Linked DNA regions of Sus scrofa: region 1 is linked to region 2. The links are chromatin contacts, called in public Hi-C maps. All regions are on one chromosome and are shown on one strand. Each heading gives the region's core, a stretch centred on a gene start, on an enhancer-like site or on the middle of the called end of the contact. The rest is flanking DNA. Distances are from core to core; before and after follow the strand shown.

Region 1 (3,802 bases), core at 551-3,050, 100 kb before region 2:
ATTTGGAGGTGGAGCCTTTGGGAGGTGATTAGGTTTAGATGAGGTCGTGAGAGTGGAGCCCCCATGATGGGAGTAGTGTCCTTGGAAGAAGAGGAAGAGCGACCAGAACTATACATGTCTCCACCATGTGAGGATGCAGAGGAGGCCGTGAGAAGGCAGCCGTCTGCAAGGCAGGAAGAGAGCCCTCACCAGGACCCACTCACGCTAGCACCTTGATCTTGGACCTCAAGTCTCCAGAGCTGCGAAAAATCAGTGCCTGTCTTTTAAGCCCCCAGGCTGTGGTCTTTGGTTATGGAACCTGAGCTGACCAGGATGAGCACAGTGCCCTGTAGCTGTAACCCGATACATGTTAGCTACTAGGATTAATGGTGTTAAAGCCATCACTGAGGAGTCATAGGGAAAGATCATTTTTCTGTAACTTTGAGGCAATCCTTGATGATGTCACAAGGGCAAGCAGAAGTGGAGGATGGCAGATGGGTAGCTTACCTATGCTGCAGCTTTCTGAGAGGTGGGACCGCCGGGGCTCCGTGTTTCTGTAGGAGATGGGAGGGCAGGAGCCACATGAGCACAGAGCCTGGCAGTGCTCCCCCAGGGCAGCCTTGGCTTGAGGGGCAGCTGTGCTGTGCCCCCTCCTGCCTAGAGAAGCAGCCTGTCCTGATGGCAATTACCTGGGAGAAAGGCCCAGGTGGCTGGGGGCAGGGGGGGGCGGCAGGCAGAGGGGAAAGGAGAGCAGCAAACCCCTCGAGATGATGCCAGAGTGTTCCTATATGGATTTACTGGGAGAATTTTACTGGTGAAAAATCACCACATGTGAAATGGTGGGGTTCCAGTATTTTCTCCTGGGGCCCAGAAACCATGGGGTCGGGGTTGGTGGGGAGGCTGTCTGTTTGCTCTGCCTGCGCTGGGAAGACACAGGATGGGTGCAGGGCCAGCTCCCCTGCCTTCCGCCTTCCGGTTTACTCACAGTGTGGGGATCTGGGGCAGGCTGTTCCGCTTCTCACCATCTGGAGAGAGAGGAAGGAGAGGGGGAGCTGGAGCCGGGGACACACGGTCCTGGCTGTGACCCAACACAGGCAGACCCCTCCCGCCCTTCTGTGGCTTCTCAAAGTCGGAGTGGAAGCTGGCCTGAATTGGAATCCTCTTAATAGAAGAAACTCCTGGGCTTCCTCTGCCACTGTCACTTTGCAGCCCGAACCCTGCTTTCCGATTCCATCCATCACACATACAGGCGGAACTAGCCATGCTCTAGCCATAGCTTTGATCTTCCCACGGCTACGAACATCTTTCTTCCAGAAGCTGGTCCCCATGTTGCGCTTGGGCCAGCGGGCCCAGGGCTTGTAGCTGAGGACCCAGGATGGCACCACAGGGAGCATCCAGAAGGGCTGAGTGAGCCCCTTCCCACACTTCCAAAGCCTCTTCATTCGTATCAGTTAATGGTTTGGCCTCTCCTGCTCTGTCTGCCTCTGGGGGCCTGGCTGGGCTGTGCCGCCATCTGCTCCTCGGGCCAATTTACCTTCAAGTGGAAACGCACCTTTCTTGGGACGAATGATGAGAGAGCCTTTGTGCTCCCCCTGCAGCCGGCAGTAACCGTCTACGAGGTCAGCCATGTTCTCGGCCTCTGCCAGAGAGGAGGTTTTGATGGACAAGGACTGCAGGGAAGAGACCAGCCAAAGGTGAGACTCCAGAGCCTTGGCTAGAGTCTACTGCACAGGACTGGAGAAGAAGAAACTATAGGGCCTGGATCCGTCTGCCTTTCTCCTGGGGTTGGGTTTGCATTCCCCATCGCCACCAGGGGGCACTCTCGTTACCCTCCCAATGGACCACCCTACACTCTAGGAAGGCCATTCCAGCTCCGACTTATACTGGTCTCTGAGTGCGCCTTCTACCTAGTAGCTGCTCAGTATGAGGGCAAGAACTGAGAAAAGAGGTGAGGGAAGGAGTGGGGCAGGAGACAGATGGATGAAAGGGGAGATGGACAACCTGTTTGCAGTCTATTCTCTGATTCCTCCAGCCACAAAAAGCCCCTAGTCCCTGAGGTCTTGCTTCTGAGTCATTGTTCACTTGTTCGAAGTTAGACCTCTGCGCTCTATTTTGATTTCTGGTCACTTTACCCACCCCTACTCTCCAAACCTCCTCCAACTTCTTTCTTGATATTTAAAAAAATAACTTTGCTTCCTGAAATAGTTCCCTTAATTTATCATCATCCTGCTACTTGGTCTAAGAACTAAGGTGCAGTTTTCTTAACAAGATTCCAGCAGTCAGGGAAGCCCCACCAGGCTGGCCTGAGCAGGAAACTCCCAACCTGTGGCTGCTCCCATTGTTTCACAGAGTCCAGGTGCCCAGGGATGCTCACCTGGGGGGCACCTTCAATGCCCAGCTGCAGTACCGCCTGGCCTTCCTCCAGCGGGAGGCACCTGATGGACTTGATCTGCTTGAACTCGGCCAGGCAGGTGGGCTGTGGGAAAGGAGGGGGGCCCTTCAGACCATCCCATTCGTGAGAGCAGGCTGTGCAGATGGGTCAGTGGGGCATGGGGGTGTGGCACAAGGGAGAAGTGGGCACTGGGAGTCTCTCAGGGGATGGAGAAAGAATCAAAGATGATTAAGGTTAGAAGGATCATCTAGCTCAAGCCCCTTGCAGAAGAAAAAAAATGAATCTGGAGAGAGCCGGAGTTTGCCCAAGGTCATAGGCCAAGTTGGTGGTAGAGCCAGGATTGGACCCAGGTCTCTGACTCCCAGCGGCATGGGTACCACTGGAGTTGCCATTGGAAGAGCAACTCTCTCATCTGAATCAGAAGAGCAAAGTAGTGTCCTTCCACCCACTCCCCAAACATTGCTGCCCGCCTCCTCTCGGGGATGCATATAAAGAACAACCTGCCCCATGTGTTATCCCCAGCACTCTCTGCAGCTGCTGACACCAAGGGCCTCTGCTATCAGCGATGGGGCAGCAGAAAGGGGAGGACCTCTCTGCCTGGGGCTGGTAGGTGGCTGGGGCCTGCCTCCAGTCTCTACCTTTGCATCTTGACTTGTCAGCTGGCGGATGCCTTTAGGGCCGATGACCAGGTCCACGGTAATGTTCCATCCTTGCTGGAATCAAAGGAGAAATGGGCTGTTGTCCCAGCTCTGCCCGATCACATTTCAGAAATTTGAAAACACTTCACTACGACGCTAGACACAGGCCATTGTTTCCTGGACCTTCCAGCTCCTTCCATCCTACCCCTTCCACCACACAGATTATACCCCCTCCCAACACCCTGCCGGCCCCGCCCCGCCTCCCAGAGTTGGAGCCAGGAGCTCAGTTCCCTTCTCCAGGCAAGTAGCTTAATGTTAGTTGGATCTGGGGACACATCAGGGAGGCCCTGGTGCTACAGAACCTACAAGCAAGCAAAGCCTCTTTTTGACCTCACCCCCCGCCCCAAGTTGGCCCCGTGGCCCCCTTTCCTGAGAGTGGACAGGAGCTCAGGTCAGGGAGAGAATAGAGAGAGAGCAGCATTACAATGAGTTCACAGCGATAGGTCTCCTGGTCGATGTTGGCAAAACCCGCGAGGGTGTTGAAGAACTTCATGACGCACTCCTCCTCCCGGAGGGAGGCGTACTGCTGGAACGTCTGCTGGATCATCTTCCGGAACTGCTTCGGCTGCGGGAAACCGTCAGGGGTGAGCGGGGCTCGGGGCTGATTCCTTTCCTTGCAATCTCACTGCAAGCCTGCCTGTTGCTGTAGGACAGCCCCCAGGCCTCTGCCACAAGGGCAGTGGTCTGGTCTTACCCAAAGCCCACACCTGCTGTCTCAAGGAAGCTCACCATG
Region 2 (3,801 bases), core at 85-2,584:
CCTCTCCATCTCCACTCGCTTTCTCCTCTCTGCCTCCTCTCCCTCCAGCCACCCCGAGGCGTGAAAGTTCCACTACTGCATTCCTTGGCCACAAGGGATGGAGACAACACCTCGAGCCCCTTCGCTGATCCTTCCGCACCGATTGCCTGAGGGCTCCTGTCCAGCTATGGGTCATAGGAAAGCTCTTCCTCCTCTGGCTTCTGAATCCCCCTGGAGAATGCCCCCTCCGTGTCCACAATTCCGCTCTCCTTCACCTCCAAGCCCCTCAGAGAAGGAGCCTGATTGGACTGAGCTCCAAGTTCGGGGTGTGGGGAGACTCCAGCGTCAGATGGCTGAGGGTTAGGGCAGGTGGTGGGGCTCGGTGGGCTCAGAACATCACCCATATGTCGCCTGTTCACCCACCCAAGGCTTTGCCCACGCACAGCCTGACAGGAGGAGAAGGCGGCACAGAATTTAACCCCTTAGGGGCATTCTGAAATAGTTTTGCAAAGACCTAGGGTGGCAGCAAGCGGTGTAACTTTAGTCCCCACAATACACACACGCACGCGCGCGCGCGCACACACACACACACACACACACACACACACTGTTCTGTCTCTACTCCTCGCCAAACCCTGCTTACTTCCAGTCGGAGCAAGAATCAAATGGGGAGAGCAGCCGGGTGTGTGTGGGAATGTGACCAGGGTGGGCCTGCCAAAGGGGACAGCAGGAGCAGAGCTGGGCGCGGCAAAGGGCTACAATACCGGAGTTGCGGTTGAGCTGGGAAAGCTCTCCAGTCTGACCTTTAGAGGCGGGTGGCCTTTCTGCGCCCTCTCATCACCCCCTGCCCCAGCCTCTCCGCTCTGAATACGTCAAGAGGACTAAGAGGGAGAAACACCCTTTACTCTCAACTTAACTCCAAAAATAGAATCCCCTCCCCCACCCCACCCCCCACCCGCAGCTCCACTTCTGGGTGCGTGGCTCCTGGTTCAGGAACTCGCTCGCGTCCGGGTCCCCCCAACCTCCCACCTCGTCCAGCCTCCAACTTCTGGCTGGGCGCTCAGCCCCGATCGCGGGAGGGGGACTCACAAGGAGGGAAGCGCCGGCTCCCGGCGGCAGCTCTTCGGCTCGGCCAGGTGCGGGGCTGCGGCAGGTACAGGTGCGGCGGGGACTGCGCAGGTAAGGAAGGGGTTCCTCGGAGGGGCTTCGCGGCGGCTCCGGAGGCCTCCGCTGAGTAAGAGCGCTGACAGGTTTGTGTTTTCCCCTCTCCCCCTCCGACTTAACCACACCCCTGCTGCTCTCCTCCCCACTTCCTTAAAGGGTGGGGTGTGTTGTCTGCGGTGCTGAGCGTGTGTGCGGCTCCAGCCTCTTACCATAAACTCTGAAATAGACGCCGCCGCCAATTCTTAGAGCTACAAGTGCCCACCTGGCGGCCACGGCGGACCCTGGGTGGGGGGTGGGGGGAGGTGTCTTCTGTTGCTCTTTGCCCCCTGTGAGCAGTGGAGCTCCCAATTCTTACTACGCCTCCCTCTGCCTTTCCCTCCACTTGGAAACTTGGGAAGGTCATGCTTAGAGGTTGGTGTTTCCTCTTAGCCCCCAGGTAGGTTTCAGAGGTGGAGACTGTCACTTGCCTGTCACACTGCCGTCCTTGTTGTCCCTCCTGGTCTCTTCATGCCCTAAAGTGCCCAGCCTCTTCTGGGGGCACCAGCGACCAGGTGACTCTCACCAAGGATCTTGGCAGAACTCATCCAAAGCCCTAACAATATGGAGGAGGTCCTTGCCCTGTAACAGCCAGGACCAGAGTGCGGCACAAGAACAGTCATAGAAGTTGAGTGGCCTTTGCTCACAGCAGCCCACTTTGTTGCCCAGAACCAAGAGGCCGGTTCACCTCTTCACTCAGGCCAGCAGGGCAGTGAGAGCTGAGGCAGTGACTCAAGGGCACTTAGCAACCCCTTTCCCTATCACTGGAAAGATTCCAGACTTTCTCCTGAGTAGGAGGAGGTGAACAGGGCTTAGCATTAAGGTCAAAAAGCTGGTGTGTCACTCAGCGTTCCCCCGCATCTTCTCCAGAGCCCCCACTCTAAACCTCTTCATTCTGCACCCTGTGAAGGGCTGGATCTCCTACAGTTCTAGAAGATGCTCTTCACCAGGGCAGCCCTAACTAAACATGGTGCCCCCTAAAGTTGTGCAGCCACACGTGGCAGCCCTTCATACCCGATACCCTTCCCACCCCCTCGTGACACTTTCTCACACCCTGCTTCCAAACTCTGCAAACCAGCCACCCAAGAAAAAGGAAAGGCAAAGCCAGCATTTGGTGAGCATGTCTAAATAATCACTGTGCTAAGGAAGCATTCAGTTTACATTTCATCTGCATTTATATTTCACTTAATTCTCCCCATTTTGTGAAAAGAGGATTGAGACGAATGAACCACACACACTGTTTCTCCTGGCATGATCAGTGGCTTTTAAAATGTAGATACCTTGGAGTTCCTGCTGCGGTGCAATGGGATCTGTGGTATCTTGGGAGCCCTGAGACCCAGATTTGATCCCTGGCCCGGCACAGTGGGTTAAGGATCTGATGTTGCTGCAGCTGCAGCTTAGTTTGTGCTGCGGCTCAGATCTGATCACTGGCCTGGAAACTCCATATCACAGGGTGGCCGAAAAAATAAAAAATAACATAAAATAAAGATACCTGGATGACACTCCAAGTCTAGTGAAAATCAGAATCTCTGCACCCAGGCTCCCCCCACTCATGCAGGGCAACTTACAACTTACCATGGAGCTCACAGCCACGACTACTGGTGCTCAGTCCTGTTCATCCTGTCCACCAATTAGCCATGTTCTCAACACCAGGTAATACCGGGTGATACCAGGGTCTGCAAAGCAGTCAGAAGACATGCAAGTAGGTATCCAGGGAGACCTTGGCTAGGGCTTGGGCAGCAAGGTGAGTCAGTTGGGGTAAATTGGATTTAGCTGGGGACTTATGGGGAAAGGGGCAACTGGACCACTCTGCAAGGAACCTGTCAGAGTGCATCAGAAAGCAGGTGGCCAGACCGTCTTCTTGTGATCAGGAATGAGGTGATGAAGGTCCAGCGGTGTGAAGTTTGGGGGCCTGCATGAATTGTGGAGGGTCTGTGCCAGGTGGTGACAGTGGGAACTCAAGAGCAAGGTGACCCCAGACTGGTTTAAAAAAAGGCGAGTTTGAGTATGCTGCCTCAGTGTGGCCAAATCTACAAACTACATTCTCACCAGGTTCTCATTGGGGGGAAAAAAAGTTGTCAGATATTCAAAAATTTCAGAGGTTGTTGAAGTCTTCAGCAATTTTTTTGATGCTCCAAAATCTAGCTCCTAGAATCATAGCATCATATATTTTATTTATGAAAGAGACATTGAGAAACTCCCTGAGGTGGATGACTCCATTTTCAGGTCTTCTTCCGTTCTGTCTAGTGTTGCCCATGAAAGGCTAAGGTGACAGGGTCAAATGTTATCTGAGGAACCAAACGTTAAGTCCCAGAGTCACCTTTGCCTTTCCTTCATTACTCCAGAGCCACTCAATCTCTAGGTCCTGGGAATCCTTCCAAGCATCTTTCTTAGTCACTGTTTTCTTTCTAGTCCTATTGCTCCTACCCGGGTTAATGGCCTGTTTATCTTCTGCCCAGACTCTGTGCACAGGTTTCTTCTAACCTGTCTCCCACTCCCATCCTGAGAGGTGTTGGGACTGGAGCTCAGGAAAGTGGTCTGAGCTGTTGATGAGCTTCTGGCTGGCATTTGAAACCACAGGGATGGGTCAGACTGTCTGGGGCAGAAGTAAGAGGAAACAGA

Evidence for each region. Hi-C and Micro-C count contacts between places; a contact is called where the count stands out from the background.
Region 1: a contact with region 2 is called in a Hi-C map of alveolar macrophages, with 4 times the contacts expected there. The contact joins the enhancer-like site here to the promoter of PTK2B in region 2. A contact is called at or near these places in 5 of 5 promoter capture datasets (fetal liver, fetal skeletal muscle, liver and 1 more), 36 of 47 Hi-C or Micro-C datasets (adipocytes, adipose tissue, alveolar macrophages and 19 more) and 2 of 2 datasets of contacts at active chromatin or transcription factors (alveolar macrophages and skeletal muscle).

The regions. Positions count from the first base shown.
Region 1 is chr14:11,166,544-11,170,345 of Sscrofa11.1, reverse strand. PTK2B (protein-tyrosine kinase 2-beta) reads right to left here. Exons shown (of 31, transcript XM_001925998.6): 8 at 3,494-3,634; 9 at 3,010-3,084; 10 at 2,354-2,455; 11 at 1,532-1,649; 12 at 965-1,004; 13 at 487-533. Among named protein-coding and RNA genes, the nearest start is that of CHRNA2, 36 kb to the left of the region's middle. Within about 2 kb of position 1,800, at least 5 of the 83 cell types and tissues checked have an H3K27ac peak or open chromatin away from gene starts, as enhancers often do. A contact at or near this core is called in alveolar macrophages, where this site is marked.
Region 2 is chr14:11,062,633-11,066,433 of Sscrofa11.1, reverse strand. PTK2B (protein-tyrosine kinase 2-beta) reads right to left here and starts at 1,334. Exons shown (of 31, transcript XM_001925998.6): 1 at 1,069-1,334.